Regions from separate parts of the Oryza sativa genome. Here region 2 is linked to region 1. A link is a contact called in public HiCAR-type data. All regions are on one chromosome and are shown on one strand. Each heading gives the region's core, a stretch centred on a gene start, on an enhancer-like site or on the middle of the called end of the contact. The rest is flanking DNA. Distances are from core to core; before and after follow the strand shown. Region 1 holds the start of LOC107276244 (sphinganine C4-monooxygenase 2). Region 2 holds the start of LOC9271252 (50S ribosomal protein L12, chloroplastic-like).

Evidence for each region. HiCAR-type assays count read pairs that join an accessible place to other places.
Region 2: a contact with region 1 is called in a HiCAR-type map of leaf, with 4 times the contacts expected there. The contact joins the promoter of LOC9271252 here to the promoter of LOC107276244 in region 1. A contact is called at or near these places in 1 of 15 Hi-C or Micro-C datasets (leaf) and 1 of 4 datasets of contacts at active chromatin or transcription factors (leaf).

Annotation. Positions count from the first base shown.
Region 1 is chr1:27,369,301-27,374,561 of ASM3414082v1, forward strand. It overlaps LOC107276244 (sphinganine C4-monooxygenase 2), which reads left to right and starts at 3,287. Exons shown (of 2, transcript XM_015795013.3): 1 at 3,287-3,641; 2 at 4,184-4,916. The coding sequence starts at 3,411. The coding sequence ends at 4,804. It overlaps LOC4327163 (vacuolar protein sorting-associated protein 25), which reads right to left and starts at 1,800. Exons shown (of 6, transcript NM_001406304.1): 1 at 1,467-1,800; 2 at 359-498; 3 at 54-107. The coding sequence starts at 1,525. LOC4327164 (putative glucose-6-phosphate 1-epimerase) reads right to left here. Exons shown (of 8, transcript XM_015795005.3): 8 at 4,917-5,261. The coding sequence ends at 5,163.
Region 2 is chr1:27,621,696-27,626,956 of ASM3414082v1, forward strand. LOC9271252 (50S ribosomal protein L12, chloroplastic-like) reads left to right here and starts at 2,656. Exons shown (of 1, transcript NM_001424534.1): 1 at 2,656-3,509. The coding sequence starts at 2,740. The coding sequence ends at 3,297.

The sequences.
Region 1 (5,261 bases), core at 2,037-4,536:
ACAGAATTACTATAGCTGTGATAAAAGATAAGAGATTTAATGGTAAAATGGACCTTCATAAACAAGAGCAGCAAGGAATACTTCCTTTGCTTCATGGCTAAGAGATCCTGCAGAAGAGAACAATTTATGTGAATTCAGTGCAACAGGTAAGAGTGTAACGAGCTAATCAAGTACAATTATTTTGTTCTTATGTACTCAAAGCCTCCATAGCCCTTTGAGTGCATTGCAGTCATGCCTCGTTGCTGAGTTTTTTTTTTTTTAACGAACCAAACAGTTTGATGATTAGCTACTGCGACACATTTTTTTTTATGAATAACAGAAGAAACTAGTATGTAAGATTAAGATAGGTAAATCTTACTCTCGATCTTTGGATTGGAGAACAATGGGAAATCTTCTTCTAGGGAGATTATATATAGCTTTTGACTTCTACAATAATCAAGTATCAGATCTTTCCACAGCTGCACTTGCTTTTCACGTGTTTCTCGCACAGGCTGCAATCTGAGAGACACAAATTGTCATGCTACCAATCTCAGTTGTGTTGTTTGACCGAATTGTTAAAGAAAGTTTTAACAGAAGTCAGAGGTTTTTCTGTAGAATAATCCAAAAGATTGTGGTTGTGAATATCATAAAATGCAAGAAGATGAAAGCAAGAAAATGGTTCAACTGATACAAACCTGTTGAAACACAAGATATACCAGGTATCCAGATCTTAACATATATAATGAAATTTAATTATAAAGCCAAGACATAAGATATCTACATCTAGTGCCAACAAGATAAGAACATAAGCATACACTTGCAAGATATCAAATCCAATTATCAAGTACTGCCGTTCTAAGTAGAAGTGTTCCATGCAGTGTGACATTGTGAACATACACTTGGGCAAAGGCATACTTAGAATCAAAAGGTGCATATTGTGTTCTTCACTTGCAACAAGTTAGTTGTTAACTTGTTAAGTTCTAGAAATTTTCATTACACCTTATTGATAAGGTGGTCTCAAGAATCACTATAAAACGCGTTCGCGAAAAAGAATCACTATAAAACAGGGGACGATCTGCCCTCAGCAGAGATGAATAAAGCTAACAAAATTTAGAGTTGCTAGCTAAGTAGTTAACTCACAAGATCATATCGTACGGTACCCTAAATACTGATGTTACGATTCCGTAAGCAACTCTGGGAGCCAAACAAGCCAGTCACTTGTAGGCCCTAAAAACTGGAAATTCCGGCGATGCCAAGGACCACTAGTAAGCAAAGATCCTAACCAATTAACCGAATCAACATCCCACGGTCACCTCTTCCTCCTAAAGACCGCAAATTCACAGATCACACTGTACAAACATCTGTACTGAACCTATTGTCACCACGGGAAGAGCTTTGGGTCCCTCTGTAAAACTGAAAGCTGGGGAGGAAAAGTTACGGGGGAGAGCGAGAGCAACGAGGGGGGGGGGGGAGGGGGGAGGGATTACGTGAAGTAAGGCGGGTAGTTGAAGAAGGGCGGGAGCCTGAAATCCCCCAGCCTCTGCATCTCCTCCGGCACGGCGCCCCGCTGAGCAACCCCACGGATCAGGAGGGGGGAACGCGAGCGCTGGGCGGCTGCCTCGCGGCTAACCGGCGCCTTCGTCCAAGGCGAGCGCCGGTCGAGTGCTCCCTGCGCGTGCGGCGCCGTCGGGCCGGCGGCTCGCCGAGCGACGGGCAGCGGCCGAGGTGAGGAGGAGGAGGAGGAGGAAGAAGAAGAAGTCGCGACGTCGCCGTGTCGCCGACTCGCCGTGCGAGATCTCCTCGCGCGGTGGGCCGGCGGCTGGGAGGGAGTTACTACTTGGGCTTTTTTCTGTGGACTAAGCCCATCTAAAACTTACGTTGGGCCCGCGGCTCTCAGGCCGGCCGAGCTGTTGGTTTGCCGTTGTTCGCGTCCAACGGCGCGCGCGCCGGCGTCGGTTGAGGTGCGTCAGCTGAATTCGCCGGGCACGTTACGACGTTTGGCCGGAGGCGTGCAACCGTGCCACCGCGTCAGGTGGTTGGCTGGTGGCCGGCGCACCTAACCGCGCGCAAAGTAGAAAGACAGTATGGGTTGCGAAAGAGCACGTAATCTAGTCATTGCAGTGACCTAGGTAGCATCATGAAATATTAGAGTTCGAATCTTCCTACGAGTGAATTTTAGGTTGGTTTATTTGTGGAGCTAAGTTTCCAATTTAAAAGACTGTATATATCCGGTTGGGTCTCTAGGTCGGGTAAAAAATACATTTTTCTAAAATAAAAGAAAGATAGTATAGATAGAATGGCTGGATTGATGAGAAAATGATCTCAACAGAACCTAGTAGAAAGATAGTATGGATAAAATGGCTGGATTGATGAGAAAATGATCTCAGCAGAACCTAGTAGAGAAGAAAAAGGAAGAAAGAAAGATGGTGCCTCTGGTAACCAATAGGCGAGGATGATGACATTGATTAGTGACATCTGTGCTGAAGAAATAAGAGCAGTAATTTTTTTTTGAGACCAAAATAAGAGCAGTAATTGACAAGCTAGTGTGAGAAGTGGATGGCAGCCATGTGTCTTGCAGTTGCAGGTTGGATTTGATCAAATGGAAGTCAAACATATGGCGATGCTTACACACGACTTTTCAGGCGATCTGTTGCATGCACTCACACTGCCGAGGAGTAAATCAAACATCGGACTAGTTTGCATTTGTTCTATAAACAAAATAGTATAGTAGCAGGGGCGTATATATCGTTGGGGCTTGTCAGGGCTCAAGCCCCAGCTCTGCCGCCAAATCTATCATCCCTTGCAACATAGTACAGTACTGATAGCCAATGAGAATGGTGAAAACTTAAAAAGCTGTGAGTACTAATTAGCTAGAATATATGCCAGATTGCTTCTTACTAGTAGTTTGATAATTCTATCACATAATCGATCCCAATTTGTTAACGTTGAGATTACCAGTTTACTAATTTTGGTTGATTTTTCATTGTAATGTTCAAAAACCTCTAAAGTAATAGATAATTCGGAAATTTGGTTATACGGTTAAACTTTTGATATGGCCATGCGCAGCACAAATAGTTTTAAATCATACTTTGGTTAAACAATGCATATTTCTTTTGTTTTATTTATGTATTAATTAATTGAGTTAGAAAAGTGATAAGCATATGTATATTTACTTTTGCCGCTAAGATAATTTCTATTATGTGAGCACACCCTTAATTTGTATCCTAAATTCACCACTGTACAGTAGAACACACTAGCCTATATATCTCCCTCTCGAGTGCAGCGTGAGTTGACGCGCCAAGGCCTACTAGCAACAGAGCTGCAAGCAGAGTGGCAGTGTGAGTCGTACCGAGAGTTGAAGCACACATAGCCATCTCTCTCGTTGTTTCTCCACGTAAGCTTTTTGTAGCACTAGCTTTCTAGTTGCAACGATGGGGTTCATCAGCGGCGAGGAGCTCGCCGTGACGCTGGCGCCGGTGGCCGTGTACTGGCTCTACTCGGGGATCTACGAGGCGTTGGGGAGCGTCAGGGCTCTGGACAGGTACAGGCTGCACTCGAGGAGGGACGAGGAGAGCAATAACATGGCGTCCAAGAAGGAGGTGGTGAAGGGCGTGCTGCTGCAGCAGGCCATCCAGGTCGCCATCTCACTTGCCGTGCTCAAGGTTTGTCGTCTCACAACCCTCGACGTTCAGCTAGCTAGCTTTTGATTGTTGAGTGATCTTTGTTTGGAACCTCCTGCTGTAGATGGAAAATATTACTGTGTTTATCCATAATGCAGAGAGCAAGAAAAAAAAAAAAGCAAATCCGTCGCATTATGGACGTGACGGCATACTGGTACACCACTGAGTACAGTCGCTAGCTCTAGCGGTTTCTACCCCACATCAGTAGGTGATACGGCTGCATTGTTTAAGAAGAACCCCCTGATTCACCCATATCGGCATATCTGCAGACTGCAGTGCCTAGCTTCTTCCGGCAAGAAGATGAACAACAACAGTGCAACACTAACTTCGCATCACCCTGCACTCCTGCCTGACAAAACGCATTAATCGATCAAGAGTAACCTTGGCCCTTAAACTACACTACAGGTTCTGTACACGCGTGCGCACGGTGGAGCAGAGCACAGCTCGTGATACGTGATAGTTACAAGGCTGCCTAGTTACAACTGGTTGATTGATCTTGTCTTTCTTTTATCGATCTTACGCAGCTGACAAGTGAGAAAGACGGTGGCGCCGGCGACGTCAAGGCCGGTCACGCGAGCGCCCCGGCAGCGGCGCCATCGTCGTCGTCGGCGGCGGCGGCGCTACTGGACGTGGCGGCGCGGTTCGGGGTGGCCATGTTCGTGCTGGACGCGTGGCAGTACTTCGCGCACCGGCTGATGCACTCGAGCCGGTACATGTACCGTCGGTTCCACTCGTGGCACCACCGCGTCGTGGCCCCCTACGCGTTCGCGGCGCAGTACGGCCACCCCGTGGACGGCGTGCTCACGGAGGCGCTCTCCGGCGCCGCCGCGTACCTCGCCTCGGGCCTGCCCCCCCGCGCCGCGGCCTTCTTCCTCGCGTTCGCCACCGTCAAGGGGATCGACGACCACTGCGGCCTCCTGGTGCCCTGGAACCCGCTGCACGCCGCGTTCGCCAACAACACGGCCTACCACGACGTGCACCACCAGCTCAGCGGCGGCCGGCGCAACTTCTCGCAGCCGTTCTTCGTGGTCTGGGACCGTCTGCTCGGCACGCACGCCGGCTACACCGTCACCGCGCGGGAGAGGAACAACGGCGGCGGCCTCGAGGCCAAGCCGATCTGCAACGATCGCCACGTTCTCCTGTAATGTCAACCTGTTTTTGCTGAGACTTTGTTTGTAGCTACCAGCCGTAGTGTCCGTCACGTTGCTGTGTACAAAAGAAGGTCTTCACGGCAAATACTTTTTCAGAAAACTCAAGTGAAGTCTTGTCACAACAACTTTGCATCTGAATATATAGTAGTATCTGACAAATGACACGGGTAGACTGATCAGCAACAGGCTGATCAAGACGACGGACCTAGCTAGCGCCCCCATGTTGTACAATGAAAAACGTAGTACACACTCCCATGTACAAGGAAAAACGTAGTACATGATTTTCGATTTAGGGGGGGCAAAACTAAGCATCTGAATATAGCTACTGGAACGCATTATAGGAACACTGGAGCTAGCTACAAGGGTAGTCCAGATGGTCGCTGCAGTTGGTGGAAGCGACGGCGGACAGCTCCAGCTTCCCCGTCCACTCCTCGCCTGGCTTCAGCGTGAT
Region 2 (5,261 bases), core at 1,406-3,905, 250 kb after region 1:
TATATTATTTTTTATTGTTTATTTGCGTATCGTTTCCTAACACCCAGCTCCATCAGATTGAATCAAGCGGTTTAATATTATTGCCTACAACATAACGTTGTCTCGGTGATAATCTTCTTCCCCTGAACTCCAGTTAGTACCAAAATCTGTTTTGCTGGTGCCTTATTTCGTTGATCGGAGATTGTTGGATGCACTTCATCTGTTCTAAAATACAAATATCACTACGTATTCTTGTTCATATATATTTTGTAACAAAAGGTATTACTCCCTCCATTCCAAAATATAGGTCACAACTACTTTTTAAAAATATTTCATAATAGGAAAAAGTACGAATTACCCCCCCGAACTATGACGACAGTATAAATTACCCCCCTTAACCACGAAACCAGACATTTTATACCCTGAACTATCTATACCGGACGAGTAACCCCCCTCAACCCAATCCAAAGTGGTATCGTCCTACGTGACGTCCACGTGGCAATCCAGTCAGCAATTTTTTTTTAAAAAGGTGGGGTCCACCTGTCATACTCCCACACATCTCTCTTCCCCTCTTCTCTCAATCTCTCACTGTCACTGTCTCAGATGTCATTGGTGGCCGGTGATGGGCGCGCGGCGGGTGGCGGGCGTGGCGGGGTGCGGCGGGGCGTGGTGGGGGAGGGGCAGGCGGCGGGCGTGGCGGGGGCGCGGCGGGCGTGGTGGAGAAGCGGGTGGCAGGCGTGACGGCGCCCGTGCCCCCCTGCTGCCGCGCCGCCCCGCTGCCCCCGTGTTGCCGTGCCCCCCCTGTCGCGGCGGAGTGCGGCGAAGTGGCGAGGGTGGAGGCGGAGGTCGTCTCTGCCCTTCCGCTCCAAGCCCCCGGCGGCCACCCCTCTCTCTCGGGCCGTCGGGAGGTCGGCGCGCACGGCGGCGGGTCGACATGGCCGTGGCCACCGCCATCGCCGCCACCGCGCCCGAGCTCCTCGTCGTCGTCTTCAACCTAGGGCCGTCGGTCTCTCTCTCTCTCACCCCTCTCGCTCGGGCCATCGGGAGGTCGGCGCGCACGGCGGCGGGTCGACATGGCCGTGGCCACCGCCATCGCCGCCACCGCGCCCGAGCTCGCAGTCGTCGTCTTCAACCTCCAACCTCATCCGCCCCTCTTTGGAGGCCGCCGGTCAGTATCCGCCGCCCTCTCCTTGCTTGGCTCTCCCGACGGCACCAGAGAGAGAGAGAGAACGAGGGAGAGAGAGAGACGACCACCGTCTCCAATGTCCTCGGCGCTGCACGCCGCCCGTCTCGCCCTCCCCACCACGTCCGTCGCGCGCGGTGCCCGCCGCGCCCTCCCAGGGGAGGACTCGTCGCCCGCCGCTTGCCTGAGCCTAGAGAGAGAGAGGGACGACGATGACTACGTAGGCCGCATCCTCCAATGCCCTCCTCGGCGCCACCCGTTGCCTGCTGTGCCATTCCTGCGCTCTGCCGTCGCCTCCCGCACGCCGACCACCCGTCCACACGCCACTGCCGCTGCCCACTGCCCGTCGACACACGCCTGAGAGAGAGAAGGAGAGGGGGAAGAGAGATAATGACAGGTGGGCCCTATATTTTCTTTTATTTTTTTGTTGATTGAATTTCCACGTCAGCGACATGTGTATGCCATGTAGGAGAAAAACCGCTTAGGAATGATTCGGGGGGGGGGGGGTTAATTCATCTGGTATCAATAGTTCGAGGTGTAATATGTCTAGTTTTGTGGTTCCGGGGGGAGGGGTAATTCATACTGTCACAGTAGTTCGGAGGGTAATTCGTACTTTTTCCTTCATAATATAAGGCCTGCATGCATGCATGGCAATTAATTATCATATCTTCTATCTTACATTATTATTTTTTAAATCATACACTCACAAGATGTTTAATTCTATTGGGTGCATATATTGTATTAGTTGGATTGATTCAAACAAAGAGGTGATAATAATTGTTTCTTGGTCTTTGGGTTAAATGTGGTTATGCCTTATATTTTGGAATGGAGGGAGTATATTTTATAACGAAAGGTTTTAATCGATGTATGCATCGTGGGAGAATGTGTCTATGATGTCTTTATTGATATGATTTAAATTGTCCTTGGTCTTGGTGTATAAACTTATATGATGATTAATTTGTAAAGCAGGGATATGTTTTATCATGGCAGTCCCAACCCTCCACCTAGGATATTGTCTATAGCATTAACTACATTGTCATGTTGGACTTTTATCTTATGTGGCACTATATTAATTAAGAGAGAGAGTGAAGAGAGGAAGAAATTGGGTCTCATACAAGACACAGCTTCAACACGAGAACCTATGCAGTAGACACTATCAAGTTTTGCATTGGGGGAGAATAGTTTCTTCATAATAGATAAAGAATAAATATGATTGGTAGAGAAGAGAGATGATGTATTTATTAATGGTCCACTTTAAGAAACCATAAGTTATGGAGTGTAATTTTTATTGTGATGTCTTATTGACATGGTACCATATACACTACCTTTAAACGCTATGGTTTGGGACTGCTCTCATGTATTATATCCCTCTTTTAACTTCCAAGTAGTCAGCACTCCTAGTTCGCACAATTTGATTAGGCATCGCAACGAAAAAAATGCGTATTAGCCACTCGCGGCGCACTATATAGCGTGCCGTCTTATCCCAGCGGTGCCTCATCTTATCCCCCCGTCTCCTCGCTTCCTCCTCCCGCAGCTCACCTCAACTCCGGAAGCGAGAGCTCACTCCCCCCATCCCCATGGCTTCCACCGCGCTCTCCTCCGCCTTCTCCCTCCTCTCCCTCCCCTCCTCCTCCTCCCCCGCCGCCGCCGCCGCCGCCGCCCCAAGGTCCTTCGCCGTCCCCAGCCGCGCCCGCCCACGCCGCGCCGTCGCCGTGGTGGCGTCCACCGCCACCGAGTCCCCCAAGGTCCTGGAGCTCGGGGACGCCATCGCGGGGCTCACCCTCGAGGAGGCGCGGGGCCTCGTGGACCACCTCCAGGAGCGCCTCGGCGTCTCCGCCGCCGCCTTCGCGCCCGCCGCCGTCGTCGCCGCGCCCGGCGCGGGCGGCGCGGGCGCCGCCGCCGACGAGGCCCCCGCCGAGAAGACGGAGTTCGACGTGGTCATCGAGGAGGTTCCCAGCAGCGCGCGCATCGCCAGCATCAAGGTGGTGCGCGCGCTCACCAACCTGGCCCTCAAGGAGGCCAAGGACCTCATCGAGGGCCTCCCCAAGAAGGTCAAGGAGGGTGTCAGCAAGGACGAGGCCGAGGATGCCAAGAAGCAGCTCGAGGAGGTCGGCGCCAAGGTGTCCATTGCGTGACACTAGGTAATTTTAGGACTCCCCTTTTTTTCTCACCCTAATCTTGTGTACCACCTTTGATATTTACAATGGTTTGTTGTTTCATACTATGAGATTTCTGTATGTGGATCTGTTAGTTCACATTCCATCTTGTATTGATATCGATGTTCCACGCGCTAAATTGCCAATGTAGATTTTGTATATTGGCGCAATCATAATGGTGAGAATTGTGCAATGGCGGTGTAGTGTTGAAGTGAAATTATGCTGTCTGTTAAATTGTTAATCATGGCAGTAGAGAAAAGCTACTGTCAGGTCAATCACCCTTAACTCGAAGTGAAAATTCTGAACATGCTCAAGCTTCAGCTCTGGATTAAATCACTCCATATTTCCTACTATCATATTTTTAGAGTAGATTCAACTATTTATCATTTCCTCGTTGGAATCAATATCTCTTGAGCTTCTGAACATTGAAGTCCATCCTGCAAATGATGCCAAGACACTTAGAAGTTGATATGTATCATTACTGCGATCCTGCCCGTGTACAAGTGACAGACAGTTGTTTCAAAGTATCATCTTTTGCCCCGAGATAAGCGAATATGAGCAAATGTCGTTAGCTAACATATACATATTGTAGATGATTGGTTCCTGCAACTGTGACATTACACATCTTGGGGCTGTTCAATAATTGTGTCTAAAATTAAAACTTCATGCAGATTGGTTGCTTATTAGTTAGCTTGTTCAGCTTGTTCCTATAGTTCTTCTCGATATAAATCTGTTCTTGTTATAGATGCTCAAATGCTGCTGTCACTTTTTTGTGGGGGAGCTTCTAGCATTGTGAGGATCACTGCCCACTGATTTCCAGTTTGTGCGCGCATTCTACCATAATGTGCCATCCCATTTTTATTTGTTGGCCTTGTTTTCAGTGCTGTGGTTATCACCTTTATTCTTGAATTAGCTCAGCTCATTTCTCCAGTTAACACTGTGATGCCTTTTCAGCTCTCACATTTCTTTGTTGTTCATGACGATTTTTGCATGTTTGTGATTTCCTTCATCAGGAACACATGCTATATATACCATATTTAAAGTAACAATAACACTAACAGTAGTCTTCTCCGCTTATCATTTTTCATTGTGTTGAAAATAGTTAGTGTGATTTATGTGATTTGCTTCCTTTGCATGCCTGTGTACATCACTCTACTGACATGTCAAACTATTTTTCTCGAAGACATTAGACATGTCAAACAAATTGATAGTGCGTCATACGAAAACAATAAGGCCGACTTTAGTTCCAAACTTTTTCTTCAAACTTCCAACTTTTCCATCACATCAAAACTTCTAACTTTTCCGTCACATCGTTCCAATTTCAACCTAACTTTTAATTTTAGCGTGAACTAAATACACCCTAAATTGATAGTTTACCAGAAGATTTCAAGCATTTATGCCGTGTTCCCTTGATCGTATTGAATTTACAGAAACAACCATTTCTGGTTGTCATTTTGACCGCATGACTCTTTCTCCCAGTGCATGACACCATTGACATGTAGAGGGGGCCAGATGAAGAACACTCCTGAGGTAGTAAGGTTCCAGATATCTATGCGCGGAGATACCCAAATGGATGTTGTTTCTATCTTTTTTGCGTGGAGGAAGTTCTATTTTTAAACTCTATTGTAATATGTAAGATGTGAATTGTTGATGATGCTATTGCCTATTGGCCATTTGGCACCTTGATGATACGCATCTACCGACCCATGTAGCAATGGGAGGCTGTCTACCCTGTAATTTCGACGCAAAAGCTGAATCAGACCCACACATCTCAAGTCTCAAGCTAAACAAGGACTAAGAAAAATGATTTGGATCTTTGAAGAAGAAAATTCAGCTAACCTGCACAATTTTTTGAAGAAAAGTTAACTGTAGGAGTGTTCCTCATCTGGCATCTGCCCCCTCAACATGCCAATGGTGTCGTGCACTGGGAGAAAGTCAATAAG